3 separate regions of the Mus musculus genome follow, and regions 1 and 3 are each linked to region 2. A link is a contact called in public HiChIP or PLAC-seq and promoter capture Hi-C data. All regions are on one chromosome and are shown on one strand. The core of a region is the stretch at or near the end of the contact, and the rest is flanking DNA. Distances in the headings are between cores, read along the strand shown.

Region 1 (4,081 bases), core at 306-2,805, 540 kb after region 2:
AGGTCATGCAGGAGAGACTGTTAAGCCCTTGCCTGTGTCTCCATAGAGGAGGGAGCCGATCCTGACAGTATTGAAATGGTAGCGACTCGGGTGCTAGACATCTCCATCCCGGCCTCACCCGAGCAGATCCAGCGCCTAGCCAGTGAGATTGCAGAACGCGTCCGAAGCCTGGCCGACGTGGACACAATCCTGGCCCATACCATGGGCGACGTGCGTCGGGCTGAACAGCTACTGCAAGATGCGCACCGGGCACGGTCTGACCCCCAAGCCTGGTCCCCATTCCTGAAACCTGGTCCTGATACCTGTAGACCCTGATCTCCCCTCTTCCTCAGGAGCCGGGCCGAGGGTGAGAGACAGAAGGCAGAGACAGTCCAAGCGGCACTGGAGGAGGCTCAGAGGGCACAAGGAGCTGCTCAGGGTGCCATCTGGGGAGCAGTGGTTGACACACAAAACACAGAGCAGACCCTGCAGCGGGTATGACTTCCTTAGGACGAGGTGATGGGCATGTACTAAGGATCTGGCTTGCTTTGTCTGGGACAGGGAGGTCTTACTGTGTAGCCCTGGGCAGCCTGGAAGTTACAGAGATCAACTTGCTTCTCCTTCTCAGTTGCTGGTACTAAAGGTGGATTTGTTAAACCTGGGCCTTTCTGTGGCAGGTCCAGGAGAGGATGGCAGGTGCAGAGAAGTCTCTGAACTCTGCCGGTGAGCGGGCTCGGCAATTAGACGCCCTCCTGGAGGCCCTGAAACTGAAACGGGCAGGAAATAGCCTGGCAGCATCTACAGCGGAAGAAACAGCAGGCAGTGCCCAGAGCCGTGCCAGGGAGGCTGAGAAAGTGGGTTGGGCGAAGCCCTCTGGATGGGGTAGGGGTATTATAGTTAGAATTCCACTGAATTAGTATACCGACCCTGCCTCTTACATCTGCAGCAACTACGGGAACAAGTAGGTGACCAATACCAAACAGTGAGGGCGTTGGCAGAGCGGAAGGCTGAAGGTGTTCTGGCTGCACAAGCCAGGGCAGAACAACTGCGGGATGAGGCTCGGGACCTGTTGCAGGCCGCTCAGGATAAGCTGCAGCGGCTACAGGGTGAGGACCATGGTGGGCGGGAGCTAGAAAGGTGGGCTTGCGTGAGAAAAGACTTGAACTATTTCTTGACCCTTCTAGAGCTGGAGGGCACATATGAGGAGAACGAGCGTGCACTGGAGGGCAAAGCGGCCCAGCTGGATGGGCTGGAAGCCAGGATGCGCAGTGTGCTCCAGGCCATCAACTTGCAGGTCCAGATCTACAACACCTGCCAGTGACCACTCCCTAGGGCCTAGCCTTGTCGCCAAGCACTGTTCTGCACACGATCGTCCGCACATTAAAGAGCTCCTGGCTAGCAAGAGCTTTCAATAAACCTGTGTGAACCTCCTCTGTGTTGTCTGGCCTTTGATGGGAGGGGCGGAGGACCTTTATACACGCCATCAGCTGTAGGCTACCAGCAGAGGCCGAGCACCGGAACCCCTCCTCTTCCTTTCCCGCCCTCCCCAAAGCTGCCCTTCACCAAGAGCTCCCACTCTTGCCGGAAGTGCGTCATCAGCTCGGCACCCCGCCTCCCGTAGCCGTAGCTAGAAGTCGAAACAAAACAAGCGGCTGAAGCAGCGGCGAAGGCGGCGGTGGCGGAGGAGCCGGGACGGGGGAGGGGCGCGCCGGAACCGGAACCGACCCGACGCCGGAACCGGAATCGAGAGCGTGTTGCCAGGGCCCGAAGAGGGCTGGTGGCGGCGGTCTCGCTCGGTGAGTGGTGTGGGCCTCAAGTCGCCGGTTTGGCCGCAGCGGGGGAAGGCCGCAAGGTTGGCCCGGGGCGGGCCTGTTCAAGGTCACGGGCCGTGCCAGCCCCGACATCTCGAGCCTCGCGGCGTGCTCGGCCTACCGATGCCGACCGAGCCGTTATGCTACCCCTGTGGCCGGCCTCTCTGTTTTTAAGAGGATTAGCGGCGAGCGAGGGTGGCTTCCTGGAGGAGGTGGTGGCAGGCCTGGGATTCGGAGGCTGGAGGAGGGCAGCATCCTAGCCGGGGCGTTGGTCTGCGTTCAGTAACTCTGCGCAGCTTCTCTAACCAGCTGGGATCTCCGGATAGTTTCTCTGCCGCTTCGACGGCTTTCAGAGCATGGGGGAGGGATTCCGGCTGTGAATCGGGCCTCGGTGTAAGGAGGAAACGGCGGGTGCTCTGCCCAGAGGCCTGGACGGACTGTCACTAAAGATTCCGCTCATCACTCTTATCGTCCAAGGGTATTTTTATCACCCCACTCTCCCCTAAGGGAACACAGGCTACAGTTCAATCTCCTTCGTCTCGCAAGCCGGGCTTGAGGCTGCCAGGGCTAGTACTAGGTCTACGTTCCATCTCCACCCTCACTAGTTTTGAGAACTTCACTTTGGATGGAGGGAGCCCGAATCCACACACAGGTGGGAAACAGATCAGGCCTCCGTGGCTCAGAGCTGATGATGAAGGAAGGAACCTGGAGACAGGGGTGATGTCTGTTTCGTTGTTAAGCCTATCACCGTGTCTTAAAACTGGAGTCCACTCCTCATTTTTTTTTTTTTCGAGACAGGGTTTCTCTGTGTAGCCCTGGCTGTCCTGGAACTCACTCTGTAGACCAGGCTGGCCTCGAACTCAGAAAATCCGCCTGCCTCTGCCTCCCAAGTGCTGGGATTAAAGGCGTGCGCCACCACCACCCGCCTCCACTCCTAATCTTTAAGGCTGAGGAGAGAGAGATCGATCCTTCTTTAGGTGGAAACAAAAGATCAAGTTTCAGGAGCTGGTTTATGGCAAAAAATAGGAGCCGGCAGGAAGCAGACTAGATGCTTTAGTACCAGAGCCTTTCTGGTTAGTGGCAGCACCTGGGGCCGTTTTCAGCTTCAGAGTCTGCCCTTCTGCTGCTCTGACTATTCCTTGGTCTCCCTCTCTGCTGCCTGACTCCTTCACTCTCTACTTGTCTGGCGGTGACTAAGCAGCCGGCGAGAGTGAAGGAAGCAGAGCAGGCTGCTCAGAGTGCAGACCTGTGGGTTGGAGCCATGGCTCTCATCCAGAGGATGATCCTGGTCCCAGGCCACAACTGCCTTGACCTAGCACTTCCTCAGTGCAGCCTTCCAGCGTTGTGGGTTTCTGTAGATACCCAGGAGGCGTGGCCTGAAGCACTTGCCACTGCTTGAATTATTTATTTCCTCACAGGGTAGCCTCACAGTGCGCATGGCTGCCTCAGCTGGTGAGAATCCTGCCCATTAGGGTTCAGAGAGGCCTGCGTTGCTCAGCCCTTGTAGGCAGGGAGCAGATCACTTGGCCTTGGCAGTGACTCGTGGTCTATTTTCATTAGGCTCTTGGTTCTTTGCTGAAGAATTTGGCCACAAAGAGTTGCCAAGATAGCTGGGCCGGGAAGAAAGCGCCGCAGCCCTGACCCAGACGCTGTTGCCGACTCTGGGCCACTCTGGCTGGCTACCAAGCGGCTCAAGATGTCTGCAGGGGCCAGTGCTACAGGGCCCAGGAGGGGGCCGCCAGGACTGGAAGAGGCCACTAGTAAGAAGAAACAGAAGGATCGAGCAAACCTGGAAAGTAAAGATGGAGATGCTAGGAGAGGTAGGAGGGGCTTTTCCAGAGTGCCTACGGCTTCCCTTATCACTGGACATGCAAGTATTGGGGTGGGGGTGGGGGTCCTGTCTCTTCCTCCTCTATCCTGGTTTGATGGGGAGAAAAAGATCCATGGCAGGCTGGGTAGAACCTGGGCTTTCCACCTGAGAGACGTGGCTAAGATTAATGAGATGGGAGTGTCTGGGGTCTGGCTCACTCATTCCTGTCTGTTCCTTTTGTTGCCAGTGTCCCTTCCTCGAAAGGAACCAACCAAAGATGGTGAGTACTGAGTGCTACGTGAGAGAAAGGAGAATTTAGCTCCCATCTGGAGCGGTAGGCTTGGCTCGTGTACCTGTCTGTCACCATTAGCACCTTGTTGAGACCCCTCTGATCTCTACCCCTCTCTCCCTGTAGAATTGTTGCTCGATTGGAGGCAGAGTGCAGATGAGGTGATTGTTAAGCTGCGCGTGGGAACAGGTC
Region 2 (4,111 bases), core at 1,108-3,607:
GTTTCTGTTCCTTGTGGGATGCTGCTCTAGGGATACTCAGGGGGTCCTTGCTCTCCTTCCCTCCCTGCCTCATCACTCCCCCAGGCAGGCCCTGCAAACCTCATCCTTTCCCAGGCCCTAAATGGGTGGCCTTGCCCTGAGAGCTGGTCCTCCAGCGAGGCCCTGTCAGCAGTGTTAGGCTCCTGCACGGGAAGGTGTGTACCTGTGGTGTTTGGGCTGCTCTAGGAGTGTGCAAGAGAGGATGCAGAAAACCTAGGGCAGTGTGCTTTAAGTCAAGTCTGGTCACGTGGTAGGGAGCAGGCATTGCATGTTAGCTGTGGGGATCCTCAGAAGTGGGAGAGAGAATGGGTAGAAGCTTCCATCTTTTTTCCCTGGGTGGGGGTGGCGATCTTCCCTCTTGAAGATCCTTGTGTTATTTCATAGCCTCCTGAGTCCTGTAGCGGGTTGCTCTGTATCCCGATTCTTAGGAGACTCTAAAGGAAGAGAGAAACATGTCGGACACAGCAGCGACGCCTAGGAGAACAGAGTACAGTGCCCCAGCCTATCTGGCTCCTTCCTGTGAGCTGGATAGGGAGGGCTGGTGTCCCCCCATCCCCCCATCGTCTTCCTAGATGCCATTACCAAGAAAGAGACCTTTGCCATAGCCACCTCATGCAGGCTCAGGCAGTAAATCCTATTCCTCCCAGGGAGGCGTGGCAGCACCTCATAGGCTGCGTTGGGAGCATGCTTTTCACAGCAGCAGATTTTCTGCTCTTAGTGCAGCGATATGGGGAGGCTTTTCCTCTTTGTCTACCATCAGAGGCTGAGGTATTGCTCAGCCATGTGAAGTAGCTCTGGCTGGGATGAGGAAGTAGACTACAGTTCCCCAGCTCCCTGAGGGATGCTCTCAGCAGGTGCCCTTGGTCAGACCCTACCACAGCCTGAACAGGCAGCCACGCTGGTCCTTGCCCTTGCTCGGCACTCCATGGTGGTCCTGCCCTTCTCCCTGCATGCCTGTGGGTCTGCTCTGGTATGTGAAGGTTGGTGGGCTAACTGTGTGCCTACTGAACCTGGCAAATAAACGTCACCCTGCAAAGCCTCTGGCCACCCTCTTGCCTTTGCTTCCTCTGTCCTCTTGGGGAGGAGCCTATGGAAGGCAGTGCGGGAGGGACGAGGCTGTGGGACGATCAGTTTTTGGGTAGCGGTTGATGCTTAGTGTGTTGCTTGGAGTGAGAGTGGAGGTCACCTTCTCCAGTGTCTACCTGGATGATGTTGATGGGACTCCTCTGGACGCTAAAAATCCCACGAGAGTGGTGTGTTTCAGCTAAAAACTATCCCGAGCTGAGCGCCGAAGGGCTGACGCTTTTCCGATTCTTGTTGACAAAGAGCCTTTGTCTTAACTTGGACTTAGAGGTGGAATCTACTCAGGGCCAACCACTATAGGAAGTGACCTTGCGCGTGGGCACAGTGGGGAGAGGGTGGGATTGCACAACAGTTCTGTGCTTCTTGATGCCTACTTCCTGTGAATACCTGTGCTTTCCACTTAGACCAAAAAGATTTCATTCTGTCTTCCCCGGCTGGAGCAGACCTACTTTATAAAGTTATGTATGCTTCTTCTGAGGGAGTAATACTGCTAACGATACCGTAAAAATCGCTAAGGAGCCTCGCTTCAACTCAAGATGGCCTTTCTCAGGGAGGACCTTAAATTATCTGATGTGGGAATAATAAAGAGGGTTTGTTATTTCCTGGTCTTTGAAGCATCTGTACCTCCAAAATCACCATCCTACAGTCTCAGGTATGAGGCATTCTGGGAGGAAAGGGCTAAATTACTAGCTCCAGTGTCTACCTAATCTCAAAGGTTATTAGGTCATATTTGAATAAAGCCAGGACTAGTGTAGTGGTTCGAAGGGCTAGGACTTAATGTGTCCACCTTTCCAAGATGATCCATAGTAGAAGGTTTAGAAAGTGGGGAGCCCTCTTTCTGTTTGGGAACTGTGGGCTGCCAGCGTATGGCCTATTACTTTCCATAGCCATGGTACCATCATCCCCTTTTCTTGGCATTCCAGTCTATTTGACTGCCCTGAAGTGCAGCAAGAAGGGGTCTGGTTCACTTCGCACCGGCTCTAGCTTGAGACAATACCCGGCTTAGCAGGGATAGGGGTCAGACTGTAGTTTCACTGTTTTACGCCACAGGGGATCGCAGGGTTTTGCGGTAGAAACAGGGACCCACTCCCAGGAGACCCGAAGGAGCTAAATCCCAGGATTCCGCACGGCTGGCGGGCTGCTTATCACAGCCCTCCAGCGCCCCGCCCCGAAGTTTGTCCAATCAGAGGGAAGCACTCAGGCGTGGGTTTGTTATTCCTTCCGGTTCACTACCGGAAGTCGTGCGGTGGAGCGAAATTTGAAGGAACCGGAGCGGTGGCCGGTTCGGCCACCAAACTGTGTCTGTCGCTGGCAGCTGGTTCCCTGGGCTGCTTGAGTCGAGCCATCATGCCTATCCGCGCTCTGTGCACTATCTGCTCCGACTTCTTCGATCACTCCCGTGACGTGGCTGCCATCCACTGTGGCCACACTTTTCATCTGCAATGGTGAGTGACGGCGGTGTAGGGCCCCGTGCGTGTCCTAGAACCACTTAGACGCTATGGGGGTGTCGGGCCTAGAGACAATCCCTCCTCCGAACTAAGACAAGTGACGACGACATTAGAGGAGCCTCACGGAAGCTTTCCAACCTGGGCCGAAGTGGGCCAGGTGGAAGTGATACCGGTAGCCCACGGTGAAAGAGTGCTTCTTTATTGCGCTAAGAAATGACTTCAAAACTATTAGTTTGAGCGAAGATGAGCTTTTACTGCACTAACGAGCTATTGTATTTTATTTGAGAGTCAAGAGACAGACCAACAGCCGGGCGGTGGTGGCGCAAGCCTTTAATCCCAGCACTTGGGAGGCAGAGGCAGGCGGATTTCTGAGTTCGAGGCCAGCCTGGTCTACAGAGTGAATTCCAGGACAGCCAGGGCTATACAGAGAAACCCTGTCTCGCAAAACAAAACAAAAAAAGAAACAGACCAATTTATGCTGATAGGTTTCTGGCAATCTTTAAGGGTCTGTCGTTTGCTGGAATGCTTTGGATTGTTTCTATCCAGAAACACCTCGTTGATCAGACACTCCAGTACACCTGGCTTAACTTGGAATGGCAAGGAAGTGTGTTCCTGTCGTCGAGGGGTCCTGATGTTCAGTTGTCTTGTGGGTGACGAAAGAGTCCCTTTGCAACTGAGCAGGCTGATCCAAAGCTCCCAACCAAAGAGAAAATAAGGTAGAAGAGAGGTCTCCTTTGGGAGACTGGGAGGTTTTTGAGGGGCAATAGGGCCCACAAAGCAGGAAGTGGTGTGAACACTTCTGGGTGTCTCCCATTTGCAAAGCTTTGTTTAAAACCGACCTTAGAGTCTGTTGTGTTGCATATCCCAGTACAGGCTGGGGAGGAGGGACAGTGTGGAGACTGAATGATTGGGAGTTTTAAGGTTAGTCTCAGCTACATAAGTAAGGCAAAAGTCAGCCTGAATTTTCCCAGACCTTGTGTCAAAAAGACAAACAAACAAAACCACATAATACAGTGTTGTGTGGCCTGAGCTCCATTCCTAAGGAGCCATTGTGTAGTTAGGTTAGAAGTAACCCCGCCACTAAAGCTACTTTGTATCACCTGCTCTCTCCCTAAGCTTTCACCTTGGACTTTCCTGTGTAATTATGTTTTAGGTCTGTTTCTTGAAATCATATTTGGCTTTAAAAATTTGGTACTAAACTGAACCTTTTTAAGCCTTAAGTGTGAGCTTACTGATGAAATTTGTCATATTCAGTATTTTCTATCTTGTTCCACCTGTTGGATTTTGTGGGGGTTTTCTTGTCTTTTTGTTTGCTGTTTTCAAGAAAGTGTTTCTCTGTGTAGCCCTGGCTGTGCTGGAACTCACTCTGTAGACCAGGCTGGCCTCGAACTCAAGCTAGATCTGCTCACCACTGTCTCCCAAATTTTGGGATTAAAGGTGTGCGCCACCACACCCACACCTAGCTGATTTTTTTAATCTTATTTTTATTTTAAATTATGTGTTCTATGTGTATGTCTTTGTGTGGCTATGTGCATATGAGT
Region 3 (4,110 bases), core at 698-3,197, 740 kb after region 2:
CACCCAACTCTGTCAACAACCTTTCTCTTCTCTATTTTGTAATTGAGGTCAGAGTCCTAACTCTTCATTTGCCTGTGCCCCATTTAAAACATGTAAGACATGATAATGTGGGAAGACTGGAACTTGGAGTTGTGAATTTACCTTTCCACAAGCTTGGCTGTAGGGTTGCTTGCAGAGAGGCAATTCCCTTGGTAATATGGTGCAGTGGTGGGGGGGGTCACATCTAGGTTTTTTGGATTGTAATGGCAAGATTTGAATCCTGGAAAACTTTTAAGAGTTGGCTAGACTGGGCCGTGGTGGTGCACATCTAATCCCAGCACTCAGGAGACAGATCTCTGAGTTCAAGGTCAACCTGCTCTAAAAAGTGAGTTCCAGAACAGCCAGGACTACACAGAGAAATCCTGTTTTGAAAAACCAAACCAACAACCTCTCCCCTCCTCCCATACCCCCCCAAAAAGAGCCAGTCTGCTCAAGAGAAGACCCATCTCCACTGTGTTGCTTTGCTTTTTTGTTTTTGATTTGAGATAGTTTCATGTAACCCAGGCTAGACTTGAATTATGTAGCAGCTTTGAAAGAAATGATACATATTATGAGACTGAAGTCAGGAGAGCAGTTTCTGCTTCTTTTGTTGCTGAAATGTATCATTTGTTCCTTCTTCATTCATTCATTCATTCATTCAGTCTTCACAAGTATGCTGTCAGTGCCTCCAGCCAGCATGCTGGATACTGCTTCGCCGCCACTCAACATACATTCAGGGACACATAGCTGTTTGTAGTCTCAGGTCTACCTAGCTTACAGCCTGGACTGGCCCCTACATTGAGTACCTCAGTAAGGTGTTCCCCTGTCACCATACACAGCTCAGTTCCCAGCAGCCTGAGGTTTTGGGTTTGTGCCAGGCCTTTATGGGCGGTGCTAGTGGAGATCTTAATTAATACTGGTTAATTACCAGGTGGTGCTTAACAATCCCAATACCCTTCAGGTTCCCAAGCTCACGAGTTGCTGGCTGGTTCCGGCAGGGAGAGGGAGAACAGTATTCTCGCTGGCTCTTTGGCCAGCACCTAGGCTGGATATTCCAGAAAGGTCTGTAACTTCTTTTGTTCAAGTTTGGTGACAGGAGGAAACAAGTTGAGGAACAGCAGGTGCCTCTCTAGTTCACCTCTGCCCTCTTCCCAAAGGCAAAAGACAACACGGTCTGTGGTCTGCTCAACTTCACCAAGTAGTGTGGCCCAGGGTTGAGTGGGGAGGAAGGAGGACTCTAAGTCTAGGCCTGAAGACCAAGATGGAAGTGTCCAAAAGGAGGAACAAGCCCCGAGGTCTGTCCAGCTCCTGGCATTATTCTGCTTTCTTACTGCCCACAATCGGCTGAGCGAGCTCTTTCAGGGTTATTTCTCTGCTTGAGGCTCACAAGTGACTATCTCACTGAAACTTTTACTTCCTACAAAGCCTTCCCCCTTTGACATCTCACGACGTCATATTAGACTCCTTAGGACCTCAGGCAGTCAGGCACGCATCGTTCTACCTGTCAGTCAAGGTGGTTCTTCTGACTTGACTAGGTCTTTGTTCCTGTTGTACAGGACTTTCCTCCAGATCGTTCTCTGGGCAAACCTGCTCAGTACTTTAGGCTTAGCATTAATGTCGTTCCCTAGAGTAAGCCCTCTGGCCCTCCACTAGAGCAGGGGTCAAGGTGAGGTGGTCCTGTGTCACTTCAGTGACCCTGGCACTCCTTTAAGAGGCTCGCAGCATGCTCCGAAAGCATGAGTGAAAGGTTTTTGTGACCAGGCGAGACGCACTAACCAGCCCGCCTCGCAGCCGGGCCACTCTTTCCTCATCTCCGGGGCCTCCCGCACCTTGACCATGGGCTGCTCCGAGAGCGGGAGGCTCAGCGGCGCACGCGCACTCTGGGCCAGCTCCTGGCCGGGGACGCGCACGCCCGCGGCCGCGTGCGTCACAACCCGGGCGCCTGCCGCGCCCGTCCAGCTTGCCTGCCCGGCGGTCCCCGCGGCGGCGGCGGCGCGGCGGCGGCAGCGGCGGCGGCTGCGGCCGGGTGACAACAGCAGCGGCGCCAGGCTGGCTTGCTAGCGGAAGGGTCGCGCGGCCCGCACAACAAACTCAGACCCGGCCAGAATAAGGCGCGACGCGAGGAAGGCCGAGACGGGCCGCGCGGGAGACCGCGGGCGCGGAGTGACAGGCCGGCGTGAGGGAGCGCGCAGGTTGCAGCCGCCGGCCGCCCGGACCCGCCGGGCCCCTCGGACGTCGCAGGCATGAGCCACATCCAGATCCCCGCGGGGCTCACGGAGCTGCTGCAGGGCTACACCGTGGAGGTGCTTCGGCAGCAGCCGCCCGACCTCGTCGACTTCGCGGTGGAGTACTTCACACGCCTGCGCGAGGCCCGCCGCCAGGAATCAGACACGTTCATCGTCTCCCCGACGACCTTTCACACGCAGGAGTCCAGCGCAGTCCCCGTCATCGAGGAGGACGGGGAGAGTGACTCGGACTCGGAAGATGCCGATCTGGAAGGTAGGCGGGCGGGGCAAGGCCGAGGTGCGATGTGGGCACCGAGTGAAGGGTTCAGGGAGGGACCCGAGGGCCGACCAGGGGTGCCCTGGGCTCGGCTCCCGGCCTTACCCTGGGCCGAGACCCGAGAGCTCTCCAGCCCAGCTGCTTGGGTTCCCCGGCGTGTGAGCATTCCAAATTGAGCTCCGCGGTTCTCTGAGCCCGAGCGTTCACGGAGAGTGATTTGTCAGATTCTGCCTTGAATGAAGCGTGCGCGTTCTTTGGTCCGCGTGGTGGCGCGGAGCTTGAGTCGGTCCCGCCAGAAGCTGCTCTGCCTCTTTGCCTTAGACCCCATAGCCTGCTTGCTTTCCGAAGACAAGAGCACCAGCACCCGGCAGCTCGCCCCGAATAAACCGGATGATCATTTCATTTGCAAAGAATTCCGTTTTGGAAGAGTTATTGCTGAAAACTGTTGGAGACGAGGCCGATCGCCTTGATTAAGCAGGAACTCAGTAGGTAGTTCAAGCTGACCTCGAACTTGGGGTCAACTATCTACCTCTGCCTCAATGAAAACCTTATAAGCATACACATAAGAGGAACGATGAGCTGAGCCCCTCCCTAAATGCTGTCACTCACATTCAGTAGCTGAACCTCCTCCCCCAATACTGCCTGCCGCTCACATTCAACAGTTATCAATATTTTCACTATTGTTTTACCTATATATATATTTCCTCTCTCCCTTTGCTCAAGTATGTAAAGGAAATTTCAGTTATGCCATTTTATTCGTGTCCAGTTAATTATGCGTTCCTCCTTCTCTTCCTCCTCCTCCTCCTCCAAGTTTCGATATGGTTAAAACAATTGAATCAAACTGGCGAGCATAATCAATACCTCGATTCCAGTGTTGATTGCAGGGAAGTATACAAGTAACATTCTACTCATTTGATTTAAGTAAGACTGTCAAAGAGCAATTTTATTTCCTCGGTTGCTTCCACTTATGCTTTATTAACATAATAGAGTTAGCCTGCTTTAATTGTTTTAATTTTAATTAATCCCCCCCCCCTTTTTTTTGAGACAAAGTCTCACTGTGTAGCCTTGGATGATGTAGACCAAATTGGCTTTGACCTCATGAGATCTGCCTGCCTCTGCCTCCTGAGTAGTGCTGGGATTAAAAATGGGCAATCTATGCCCAACACCGGCAGATTTATTTTTCTTTATGTGTTTGTCTATCTGCCTCATGTATATGCATACTATATTAGGCAGCTCTCAGGCCAAAAGAGGATACAGATGGTTGAAAGCCACCATGTAGGTGCTGGGAATTAAAACAGCATTCCTTAGAAGAGCAGCCTGTGGCTTTAAGCACTGAGCCATCTCACTAGCCCTTTTATTTTCTGTTCCAGCGCTGAGCCTCCCTTCAGAGTATTAATGAGCGCAGGACTCCCACTTGGAATAATAAACTCTGGAGTTGGATGACAGCGATGGCTATCTTTTTGTCAGCTTTGCTGTGTTGCAAGGTTGTTTGCAGACTCCTGGCTCCTGCCTGCAAGTGTTCTTCCCTCTTTAACTTTTCTTTGGTTGCCTTCTGCTTTTGGTTGGATTTTGTACTTGCAACTGTTCCTT

Evidence for each region. HiChIP or PLAC-seq counts read pairs in DNA pulled down with a chosen protein or histone mark. Capture Hi-C pulls out chosen DNA fragments and counts their contacts.
Region 1: a contact with region 2 is called in a promoter capture Hi-C map of liver, with 2.1 times the contacts expected there. The contact joins the promoter of Usp19 here to the promoter of Traip in region 2. A contact is called at or near these places in 3 of 39 promoter capture datasets (the SN4741 cell line, erythroid cells and pre-B cells), 1 of 115 datasets of contacts at active chromatin or transcription factors (double positive thymocytes) and 1 of 9 other capture datasets (liver).
Region 3: a contact with region 2 is called in an H3K27ac HiChIP or PLAC-seq map of microglia, with 6 times the contacts expected there. The contact joins the promoter of Prkar2a here to the promoter of Traip in region 2. A contact is called at or near these places in 1 of 39 promoter capture datasets (neural stem cells) and 1 of 115 datasets of contacts at active chromatin or transcription factors (microglia).

The regions. Positions count from the first base shown.
Region 1 is chr9:108,489,121-108,493,201 of GRCm38.p6, forward strand. Usp19 (ubiquitin specific peptidase 19) reads left to right here and starts at 1,556. Exons shown (of 27, transcript NM_027804.4): 1 at 1,556-1,775; 2 at 3,351-3,610; 3 at 3,848-3,880; 4 at 4,016-4,081. The coding sequence starts at 3,487. Lamb2 (laminin, beta 2) reads left to right here. Exons shown (of 33, transcript NM_008483.3): 29 at 47-254; 30 at 333-474; 31 at 657-833; 32 at 926-1,085; 33 at 1,164-1,410. The coding sequence ends at 1,300.
Region 2 is chr9:107,948,606-107,952,716 of GRCm38.p6, forward strand. Traip (TRAF-interacting protein) reads left to right here and starts at 2,358. Exons shown (of 15, transcript NM_011634.3): 1 at 2,358-2,567. The coding sequence starts at 2,470. It overlaps Camkv (CaM kinase-like vesicle-associated), which reads left to right. Exons shown (of 11, transcript NM_145621.2): 11 at 1-1,086.
Region 3 is chr9:108,690,196-108,694,305 of GRCm38.p6, forward strand. Prkar2a (protein kinase, cAMP dependent regulatory, type II alpha) reads left to right here and starts at 1,948. Exons shown (of 11, transcript NM_008924.3): 1 at 1,948-2,517. The coding sequence starts at 2,262.